Regions from separate parts of the Mus musculus genome. Here region 2 is linked to region 1. A link is a contact called in public promoter capture Hi-C data. All regions are on one chromosome and are shown on one strand. The core of a region is the stretch at or near the end of the contact, and the rest is flanking DNA. Distances in the headings are between cores, read along the strand shown.

Region 1 (5,413 bases), core at 1,380-3,879:
GAAGACTCTGGCAGGACTGGTAGAACATACAGTATAGATCTGCTTCTTCATTGAGAGCTTGCAACCTTCTCCTCCGTGTACAAAATTAACTGAATGAAAACACATTCATTCTTTAAATTCCTAAAATGGTTCCAAATGGTTTGGTTTTCAATGATGTTAACATTAAGAAACACCCCCAAAGCTCCTGTAGTCTGATGGCCAAGTATACGGATTTACATAATATGGACAATATGCCCAAAGAGTACCTTAGCAATGATGGGAAACAAATGTAGACCTTAGTAAGTCAAGAGCACAGGAGAGCTGAAAGTATGCTCAGAGTCCTTGACCATGAACTAAAATGAAGGTCAAGGGTCAAAAGTAGCTTAAGGACTCTGTGAGTGGCATTATCCAACCTTAGCCCAGGTGGAATAACCCAGTCCTAGGACTGGAACAGGTGAGTCACGGACTGTTTACCTGAAAGCTCAATGAAACCTTCCAATGTCCCTCCATCAGTCATGATGTAATGTTGAACCAATGTCTTCATTCTGGGATTATTTTCTGTATCCAAAAAACACCTGACCCTCTGGAACTAGATTCACTTTCTCTTTCCTTTCCTAACTACTCTAATACCTTTATTATTCTAAAGCTCATCCATGAGGTCTGACAAATGACATAAAGGTATGACAGCTGTCCAGGTCTTGATTGGGCTTGATGTGGCCCTGGGTTCCTACAGAAAACAGGAACTCCCTGGAATAGCTACGGGTTAAGTCCATCTTAAATAGTGTGAGTCTGTGATTTGAGTTGTTGATAAGTGATGATTCTGGACAAATTATGCACTGTTGATATCTCTGCTATCAGACAAACAGGGGTCTATCCTTGGTCCCACCTGCCAAGTCACAGTTTAGAGCTGAGACGACAGACCAGTTCTGAGTACTGGTAATTTCCTTTATGGAGTATGTTTAAATGTACTGGGAGATAGTTTCTAGTTAGAAGCATTGTACTAAATGGGAGGATTCCTGGGGAGGACAAGATGAATGTCTTCTTTGTTATCTCATGCCAAGAGGGAACCACTGACAACAGAAGAAATCACTTTGCAATTTCTAATGGAGGAGGGCCATGGAAGAGAGAGGCTTCCACACCGGAATGAAGATTCCTTCTGAGAAACAGACTAGAAAATTAATCACCATGTGGCTGTGGGTCTATAAGCACAGTCTTTTTATTTTTTTTAAAGATTTTATTTTATATATATATATATATATATATATATATATATATATATATATATATATATATATATATATATATATCTCAAGTACACTTCAGAGACACCAGAAGAAGGCGTCAGATCCCATTACACGTGGTTGTGAGCCATCATATAGTTGCTGGAAATTGAACTCAGGACCTCTGGAAGAACAGTCTTAAGACCGCTGAGCCATCTCTCCAGCCCAAACGGTCTTAAAAACAAGTGTCTCCAAGCTTTAAAGCAGAAAACTTCTGAAAATCAGAATCATCCTTTAGATTCCGACCACTCCCTGAATTCTTTAAGTTGTGACTAATGACACCTAGCATTAGAATTTTGAGATGTTTTGTTAAAAATTGGTATCTTGTTTCTCCTACAGGACCACGTGAGTACACCATGCTATATGCATTTCTCTGCAACCACAGCAGTCCATAAAAGACATGCGGTGGGTGTTATTACCCAGAGAGGCAAGTCTCTATGTCAACTGCTCTCTGAGGGGATTCCCACAGTAAGAAATGGAGCCAGAAGCTAGGTTTACTTTCTACTATGCGGTAAACCCTTGTCCTGTAACCCTTAAGTTTCCTGAAGCAGCACCAGTGACCCTTCTTACAAAGCAAATGTGTGTGTGTGTGTGTGTGTGTGTGTGTGTGTATGTGTGTGTGTTCCACTCTTACATGTTGGGCAGAAGTGTTTACTGCTGCTTGTAAATAAGATCCTTCATAATATTCTAGGAAATCTGCTCATAGATTTACACTGAAAATTCAATGCAAAATAAGATATTTTAAAACACTACAGTACCCACACACATGGAGCCTAGCTAAGGTCATACACCAAAGAGACAGTTGCACTTCCCTGGACTTAGCTCAGATGCTGTCTGGAGAGCCAGAGTTGGAAAACCCTAGTAACACATTCCCAAATGGAAACACTAGCTGATTTGAGACTCTCAGGGAGGAAGGTCTGGATACAGGGAGAAGAGAAAGCAATCCCACTGTGGCTTTCATCCTTGAACTCAGTTCAGCATTACAATAGGAGGAAATAAATCCTGAGCACTGTAAAGAGAAAGAGCTAAACAGAAGAGAACAATAGTAGCCTAGAGCCAGAGAATCTCCTGTTTGAATCGCTGGGCTTCTTACAGGCTCTCTGAACCTATCTAACCTGAGGGGTCCTGGTGGGGACTGCTTTGTCTGGTGTCTCTTAGAATCCCAACCTGAGAGTCAGAACAGGCCCACACCAGATACCTGTTTCCATTTTCCAGGCTGAAAATAAAATCCAGCTGATGCTGGAGAGAGGCAATGTGCCCACAGGACTTGGACTCTACTCACAGCGAATAGCATGAAGGTGTCATTAGAACCTCACTGTGGTTTGCAACGCCTCCCTTCAGCTCATTTATGAGGTTATGCAACCAGTGTTCCTATAAAAAAACAAGCTCATTCAAGCCTCATCTGTCAGCCCAACTACCTGGGAGTTTCACATCCTCTCTGCACTCTGGACCCTGGCTGCCACCACTATGAAAACTCATTACTTTCTCCTGGTGATGATATGTTTTCTTTTCTCCCAGATGGAGCCAGGTAAGCTTTGGGAACTTGTTGATGGCTTTGTTTGGGACTGGGGACACAGAGACTGGGGGCAGGGTACAGATAATAGCTGCCTCCTGGTTTTCCAAGTCTAGTAACAGAGTGTGCTGAGTGGTCTGTGGTCAACAGCCCTGGGCAGCAGCAAAATGAGCCTGGTATGGATTCAGAGAGTAGTGGGTACCTCCAAGCTATGATGTTTGTCCTTAGAATATAGGAAATGTCTTGTGTGGGAATCTGCTTTGGCTGTGGCAAGATTCTTCACCCCCAGAGACTAGCTTTTTGATCCAGAGACAGACACTAGCCTCAGTTAGGTCTCTGGGTGGAGCCTCCCTGCTGTAGGCAAAGTGCCCCTGTCCCTTCACCAAGCCAGCTCAGCCAGTTGTAAATGCCTGGAAACACCAGGTATGCAGTCAAGAGATGACAGGTGACCTTTCACATTCCCTGGTAGTCACATTCTTCAGGCATGATCTTACCTGTCAAATGGAAAGGCTTCACATCTGTCCAGAGGATTCTCTGAGCCTAAGAAGCTTGTCTATGGCATAGGAGACAGTAGGACCCTGAAGTAGTGACTAAGGACATATGTTTCCTATAGCTATCTCTCTCAAGGTCACATTAAGAAAGTCATATATTGTATCAAAAGATACCCTAGTCACTGGAAAGAGAGGCCCATTGGACACACAAACTTTATATGCCCTAGTACAGGGCCAAAAAGTGGGAATGGGTGGGTAGGGGAGTAGGGGGGAGGGTATGGGGAACTTTTGGGATAGCCTTTAATCCCAACACATGGGAGGCAGAGGCAGGCAGATTTCTGAGTTTGAGGCCAGCCTGGTCTACAGAGTGAGTTTTGGAACAGCCAGGGCTACACAAAGAAACCCTGTCTTTAAAAAAAAAAAAAAAAAAAAAAAAAAAGGGGGGGGGGAGAAAAGAAAAGAAAGTCATATATTTCTGAATTTTAGTTTACATAGTCATAGCAGGAGGGTTCTAGGGAAGAAATTTTAGTAGTGAGATTGTCTGAAAAATCCCAGTTTGCTCTTCTCCAGGTTATCATGTTAACCTATGGAGCTATGCATTTGAAAATAAGTTAGGCCCCAATTTTCCCATGTGAAATCTGGGTGCAGGCACATTTTCAACACAGTGTTTTGCATAGTGATGTAATAGCCCATTAGAGATGTAAAAAAGTGCATGTAATAAGTTACCCTTCTTTTGGGGTCTAGGAAACGCCAGTGCACCCGATAGCAAGGCGCATGCTATTTGACACACCTGTCTTGGTGCATGTTTGGGAGTGGGGTGGGAATCCTTTCACTGAGTGGGAAGGAGACTCCCTCTCATGGCCCAAATTCAAGAAAGCTTAAAGGAATATCTTTCAGAATGAAGAATTCTTATTGTGTCTAGTGCTCTAAATTTGATGGTAGGCAACTCATTCAAACCATAGAAATTGGCCCACCTTGCAAAGGTGGGCAGGTTCAGCCATACTTCTCAAGACTCCATTACAAGAATGGCGCTGGACTCCAGAACCACTTCCGAGGATTGCTAAAATCTCCTTGGTAGAGCCACTCTACTGTATTCTTTTAGGATACAAATATTCTGTCTCTATAATCGGCCAGTACAAGCATTCTCCAGCTGCTTATTGGGAAATAGCCAAGAGCAGAGTCTATCTCATCCCCAAAGCCAAGTTTATGGTGCTTAGACTATCTGAGTACCAAGGGCCAAGGAAGACCATCAAGGAGCACTGAGTTCCATTTTGACCATTAAGGAGCAACTGCTGGACTGCTGAGTTCTGTTTTGACCACAGTGAAGGGCACTATTCAGTAAAAGTATTTTTCTCTGGGATTGATACCTGCTATGACCCCTATGCTCTAGGTGGGGAGGAAGAATGAAATCCCTTAAGTGTCTTTTGTACTAAACATGCAGGCTTCCAAGAGTCTTCAGAGCCAGGCTGCCGATGGACCTTGCATGTGCTTGGCTTAAGTTCGGTGTGTGAAGTTTGACAGTTCTTGATTTGCTTTGTTTGGATATAGTCATAGATTGTAGGTAAAAAAAAAAAAAAAAAATCATGTAGGTTAACATAGCAAATGCTGTTTTGGGCAATGCACACACTGTGAGACAGTTATGCCTATAGTTATACTGTACCCATCACCTCATGCAATTGCTAGCATCTGCTTTGTTCTAGCCATACTGTCTCTGAGCCTGTACCACCTTCTGAACTCAGAGTTTGGTGTGGAGGGTACTGGGCTCTATTTCTGGGAGGGTATGTGGAGCTGGCCTGATTTCATGTCCTATTTGAGCTCTCAGTGGTGCCAGTCCACCCCCACCTCCCTGTGTCTGATAGAGTCCCTAGATCTTGACTCATCTAATTGGTCCATGGGATTCCACAAGTCAAAACCATCTAGCTGACCAGATTTAAAGAAATGGGATTCCCACTATCTCCCTGTACAAATAGTCTGTGAAAACAGAAATGAGGTCAACATAACAAGATCTCAACCTAGGTCTTTGGACACTAAGGGTGCTGGAGGCTGCCACTGAACAAATATTTAGTGAGCAGCAAACATGAACAGATAGATGTGTGCCAGGAAAAAGGGGAGGAGTCAGGGAGAGAGATCTCAGACTCTGTAAACCTTCA
Region 2 (5,189 bases), core at 1,216-3,715, 180 kb after region 1:
TAATGTGAGTCCTTTTGTGTCTAAACCATGGCAAGTTATCATTGAGAAGAAAGCACATGACTTTACACTTAATACATATTTTAAAACAGCTATGAATTCCTCTTCCTGACAAGTCCTCTGGGGCACACCCAAGTGTCCTAAGCAGCTGGCTGTCTGCCAGAGTTCCATTGTCCCACCACCTTGCCATCTAATACACCAGGCCTACAACACAAGAAAAATCCCTTACTGCCCACCCCAACCCCACCCCCATCTGGCTTTGTCCCTAGGAGCACACCCAACTTCTAGGAAACATCCACTGCCCGCTGAGTTCCATTGTCTGGGCCAAGGCTGCCATTTGGAGACCCAGGAACATCCAAGTAGGCCTGCCTTCCCAATACCTGCTACAACAGGAATGGTCATGGATAAACAGATGGTGAAAAGCCAGCCTAAGAACAGAATCAAGAGCCAGGCGTGGTGGTGCACGCCTTTAATCCCAGCACTTGGGAGGCAGAGGCAGGCGGATTTCTGAGTTCAAGGCCAGCCTGATCTACAGAGTGAGTTCCAGGATGGCCAGGGCTACACAGAGAAACCCTGTCTCGGAAAAAAAAAAAAAAACACAATCAACACAAGCCAAAGTAACATTGTACCCTCAGAGCACAGCTATACTAATACAGCAAGCCCTGGATGTCCTAACACAGCCAAAGCACAAGAAAATGACCTTCAATCCAATCTTATAAAGATGCCACGGGCCTTTAAAGAGGAAATGAATAAATCTCTTGAAGAAGTACAGGAAACTACAAATAAACAGGTGAAGGAAACGAATAAAACTCTTCAAGACCTGAAAGTTGAAATAGAGGCAGTTAAAAAAAATAAACAAATAAGTAAGCCGAGGGAATCCTGGAGACAGGAAACCTAGGGATGAAAACAGGAACAGCAGATGCGAGCATCACCAACAGAAGACAGGAGAAGGAAAAGAGATCTCAGACATAGAAGATAGGATGGAAGACATTGATACATCAGTCAAAGAACATGTCAGATCTAAAAGTTCTTGCCACAAAACATCCAGAAGTCTGGAATACCACAAAAAGACCTAACACAAGAATAAAAGGAATAGAAGAAGGTGAAGAGCTCCAGCTCCAAGACCCAGAAAAGATTTTCAACAAAATCATAGAAAAAAAATTTCCTCAACCCCTCCCCCCCCCAAAAAAAAAAAACAGAGATATGCCTATAAGCATACAAGCAGCTTTCAGAACGCCAATTAGATGGGCCCGAGAGAGGATGACTGAATCTTCCTCAGAAGGGAAAACAAGATATATATCCCAGGTGACGGACATCTAGGTTGCTTCTGATTTCTGACTATTGCAAATAAAGCTGCTATGAACATAGTTAAACAAATGTCCTTGCGGGATGGTGGGGCATCCCTTGATTATACACCCAGGAGTGGTATAGCTGGCTCTTGTGTTAGAACTATTCTCAATCTTCTAAGAACGGCCAGACTGATTTCCAGACTGAAGGCTTTGAAAACACTAGAATCTCGGAAGACTAATGATGTTTTGTTTGTAGCATCTCACTCTGGTACTCGGACTGTGGTGACCCATATTAGCTATCCAGAATCTGCAGCATAGGTGGATTTAAAAACTGGGAGTCTCAGGTTCCCTGTAAACTTTAAGTGAACCTTATTCTGATAATACAAGTGTGTGTGTGTGTGTGTGTGTGTGTGTGTGTGTTTTCCATCAAGAAGTATATAACATGATGTTTGTCTCCAAAGCTCTCCCTGAGAGCTCAGTGATCCAGTGGGACACAGGGGACCCACCGAGTGGACTCTGCCAGCTGGCTAATCTATAGGAATACTTATCCCAGAATTCTTTGGTGGATCCCACACAACAAAAAGATTTTGTGATAAAGCCCAATTCATTGTCTCACCTAGCCCCAGGGCTGGCTGACACAACAGGCCTCAACGTATCTAGGGTTCTCCTCCTTCGATGAAAGAATATTCTGATCTCATGAGCCTCTTGACTTTCTCTGAGCTGTTGGAGCTGGCCCCAGGTCTTAATGGGTGACTCTGTGAAGCTCTTTTGGCTCTGATTTCCTGAAATGGAAGGAAGCAAGAGTTTTAACCAAAGAAATTAAGTTTCATGACATACAGGAATACGTGGTCTTCTGCTGCCCATCACAAATGAACCTATATCTGCATTTCCACCTCCCAAGCATATTCAGTCTGAAACTTAGGGACTTCCACTCCCTATTCAGTGCCTTTAAGTATTTAATCAAGACTAAAACCTCTGTGTTGATGCCTTAAGATCAGGTGTTCTGCATATTAGCCCTCTATCAGATGTGGGGGGGGGGATATTCTCTTGGGGGGGGAGTATGAAATGTAGAAAACAGTTGGGGTGGGTGGAGGGGGGAGTAAAATCTGGATTGTAAAATTTTTAAAAATTTAAAAAAGATCAGGTGTTCTTAATTGGCTACTTTGATTAGATTGCATCATGGAGGCCATGACCTTGAGGGAACATTATAAGAAGCCGGTGCAGCCAGCACCTTTTCAGTTTCTGTCCACTCCTGAAAGTGACGCCTGGTGGGCAGATCCAGACCCCACAGCTCAGAGAAGCCACTAAAGAGACCATAGAGAGAAGGCAGGCTCTCGGGTGGAAATCTTTTATCAGATTTTGCTTGAGGTGAGTGGTTAGAGATGGGAGTGTTTTGAAATGAATCTGAAGTTCAGGGATGAATTTCTCATGTGAAGGTAATGGCATTTCCCTTAAATAGTACTTTCTCATTCAAATTTTTGGCAGCAGTGATGGATTCTTGAAGTGAAACATTCCCTGGATGTTACAACTTCAAGTCCCTAAGTCTCCTGATGGAATATGCTTGGGAGGTGGAAACACAGAAACGGGTTCATTTGTGATAACCATCACCAGGCCATATGTTCCTAGCGCGTCACGAAACGTAACTCCGTAGTTTGAAACTCTTTTGTTAACTTCTGTTTCAGGAAATCAAAGCCAACGGGTCCACAAATGGAGTCACAAATCAAGGGCCTTCCAGCTGTTCCAGCTCAAACAGCCCAGGGAGAGCCAAGAAGCTCATGGGAACAGACACTTCCATCACTGAAAAAGGAGAACCATATGGTAAGTGGAGGCCTGTATGTGTCAGCCAGTCCTGGGCTTAGGTGAGACAGGGATGCACCACAAAAATGTGTTGTGCAGGATTCACTAGAGAAGAATATTGGCATATAGGTTTAAGGCAATAGAAAGTCTTGAGTAGCCAGCTGGTACTGTAGTGGGTAGGTAGGTCCTCTGAATCCCAGTGGGCCACTAAGCCTTTCTCCCAGTGAGTTTTGTGCACAGAAATCAAATTCTAGGTTAGTGTATTTCAATGACAACAGGACAGAAGCAGAAACTTAGGGAGGTTTTTTGGGTTTTTTTTTTTTGTTGTTGTTTGTTTTTTAAAGATATTTTCTTTATTTACATTTCAAATACTATCCCGAAAGTAAAGGCAGGCTGAAAGGCAGAGGCTGTCCCAGAACCATGGGCTTGAATGGATTAGGTCTCCATTGTTTTTGGTTTTCCTGGGAGGGGGGGGTGTTTTTGTTTTTGTTTTTTCTTTTTGGATATTTTATTTATTTGCATTTCAAATGTTATCCCCTTTCCCTGTTTCCTCTCTGCAAACCCCCTATTCCATCCTCCCTCCACCTGCTTCTATGAGGGTGCTCCCACACACACACACTCTCTCTGCCTCACTGCCCTAGCATTCCCCTATACTGGGGCATTGAGCCTCCCCAGGACCAAGGGCCTCCACTCCCTTTGATGTCAGATAAGACTATCCTCTGCTACACATGCAGCTGGAGCCATGAGTCATTCCATGTGTACTCTTTGGTTGGTAGTTTAGCCTCTGGGAGCTTTGCAGGGTCTGGTTGGTTGATATTGTTGTTCTTCCTGTGGGGTTGCAATCCCCTTCAGCTCCTTCAGTCCTTCCCCTAACTCCTCCACTGGAGTCTCCAAGTTCAGTCCAGTCATTGGCTGAGTGCATTCCGCATCTGTATTGGTCAGGCTCTGGCAGAGCCTCTCAGGAAACAGCTATATTAGGCTCCCATCAGCAAGCACTTCTTGGCATCAGCAATAGTGTCTGGGTTTGGTGGCTGCATATGGTATGGATCCCCAGGTGGGGCAATCTCTGGATGGCCTTTCCTTCAGTCTCTGCTCTACTGTTTGCCCCTGTATTACCTTTAGGACAGGAGCAATTCTAGGTTAAAATTTTGGAGATGGGTGGTTGGCTCCATCCCTCAATCAGGGCCCTGTACCTAAACCACTGGATTTGGTCTCTATTAGGTCTCATTTTCATGGTGCCAGGTGGTATTGTCTATGGATGAATTCTATGGCCTGAAAGGTACTTCTGTCTTGGAAATAGTTATGCAAATGTCTGGGGGTCTACTAAGGTCTGATGCTCTGCTACATCTGTCATACTGACCCATGGTCCTGACTGTATCAGAGGTATCAGAGGGCCAGACAAAGGAACTGCTCCCCTGCATGTGGACCTAGAGACTTGAAGAAGGCTCCACTCCTCTTTGGCAGGATTGGTCTATTGGCAGATACAGGGCTTCCTGTCTTCACCTATACATCTCCCAATTATGGGTTCCTCTTCCAGATTCAAAGAAACAACCAGGCAGAGCTTCAACCCATTCTGTAGTGAATGTTGTCCTTGGAGAGAGACCATTACAGGGCCTTTTAGCTCTATGGGAGATTGAGGATGGAGAGGTCTCTGGATCTCTTTGTGACTCGCTGATATCTCCTTTGCTCCTCACAGGTGAAATGCAGAAACTGTGGGGGCTTTGGCCACAATGTAAGAAGCAGAATGTGCCCCATGAAGCAAGGCCATGTGCTCCTAGTCTCCCAGCCTCTGGGAGCCAGGAAGGAGAAAGAGAATGGGGATCCTTGCAGGCCCCATGGTCTACAGAAACTCAGTCAAGACACCAGACAGAGGTAAGTGATGGGAAGGGGGCTGGTGGAAGAGAAGGCTCCAGGTTAAGCAGAGTTCACGGGGATATCCTGTCTTATCTCTCAGTCTCCAAACTGAAAGGGCCAGAGAGCGAGTAAATAGTCTGCTGGCAAGTGAGTGAGTGACTAAGTGACTGAGTGACTATTTTGAGACTAAGGCTGAGGTGTCCCCACACCACTGACTGTCCCACAGGTTTGATGAGCAGCAGAGGAAAGCTC

The links. Promoter capture Hi-C pulls out the DNA fragments that hold promoters and counts their contacts.
Region 2: a promoter capture Hi-C map of the HPC-7 cell line shows a contact between it and region 1. The contact joins the promoter of Fam90a1a here to the promoter of Defb1 in region 1. A contact is called at or near these places in 19 of 39 promoter capture datasets (the 3T3-L1 cell line, the C10 cell line, the HPC-7 cell line and 12 more), 19 of 484 Hi-C or Micro-C datasets (the G1E-ER4 cell line, cerebral cortex, embryonic stem cells and 4 more) and 2 of 9 other capture datasets (embryonic stem cells and pancreatic islet).

Annotation. Positions count from the first base shown.
Region 1 is chr8:21,773,926-21,779,338 of GRCm38.p6, forward strand. Defb1 (defensin beta 1) reads left to right here and starts at 2,630. Exons shown (of 2, transcript NM_007843.3): 1 at 2,630-2,787. The coding sequence starts at 2,727.
Region 2 is chr8:21,956,249-21,961,437 of GRCm38.p6, forward strand. Fam90a1a (family with sequence similarity 90, member A1A) reads left to right here and starts at 2,466. Exons shown (of 5, transcript NM_001081662.1): 1 at 2,466-2,654; 2 at 2,969-3,104; 3 at 4,780-4,955; 4 at 5,164-5,189. The coding sequence starts at 2,994. Gm29821 (a long non-coding RNA gene) reads right to left here. Exons shown (of 3, transcript XR_378797.4): 2 at 1,903-2,068.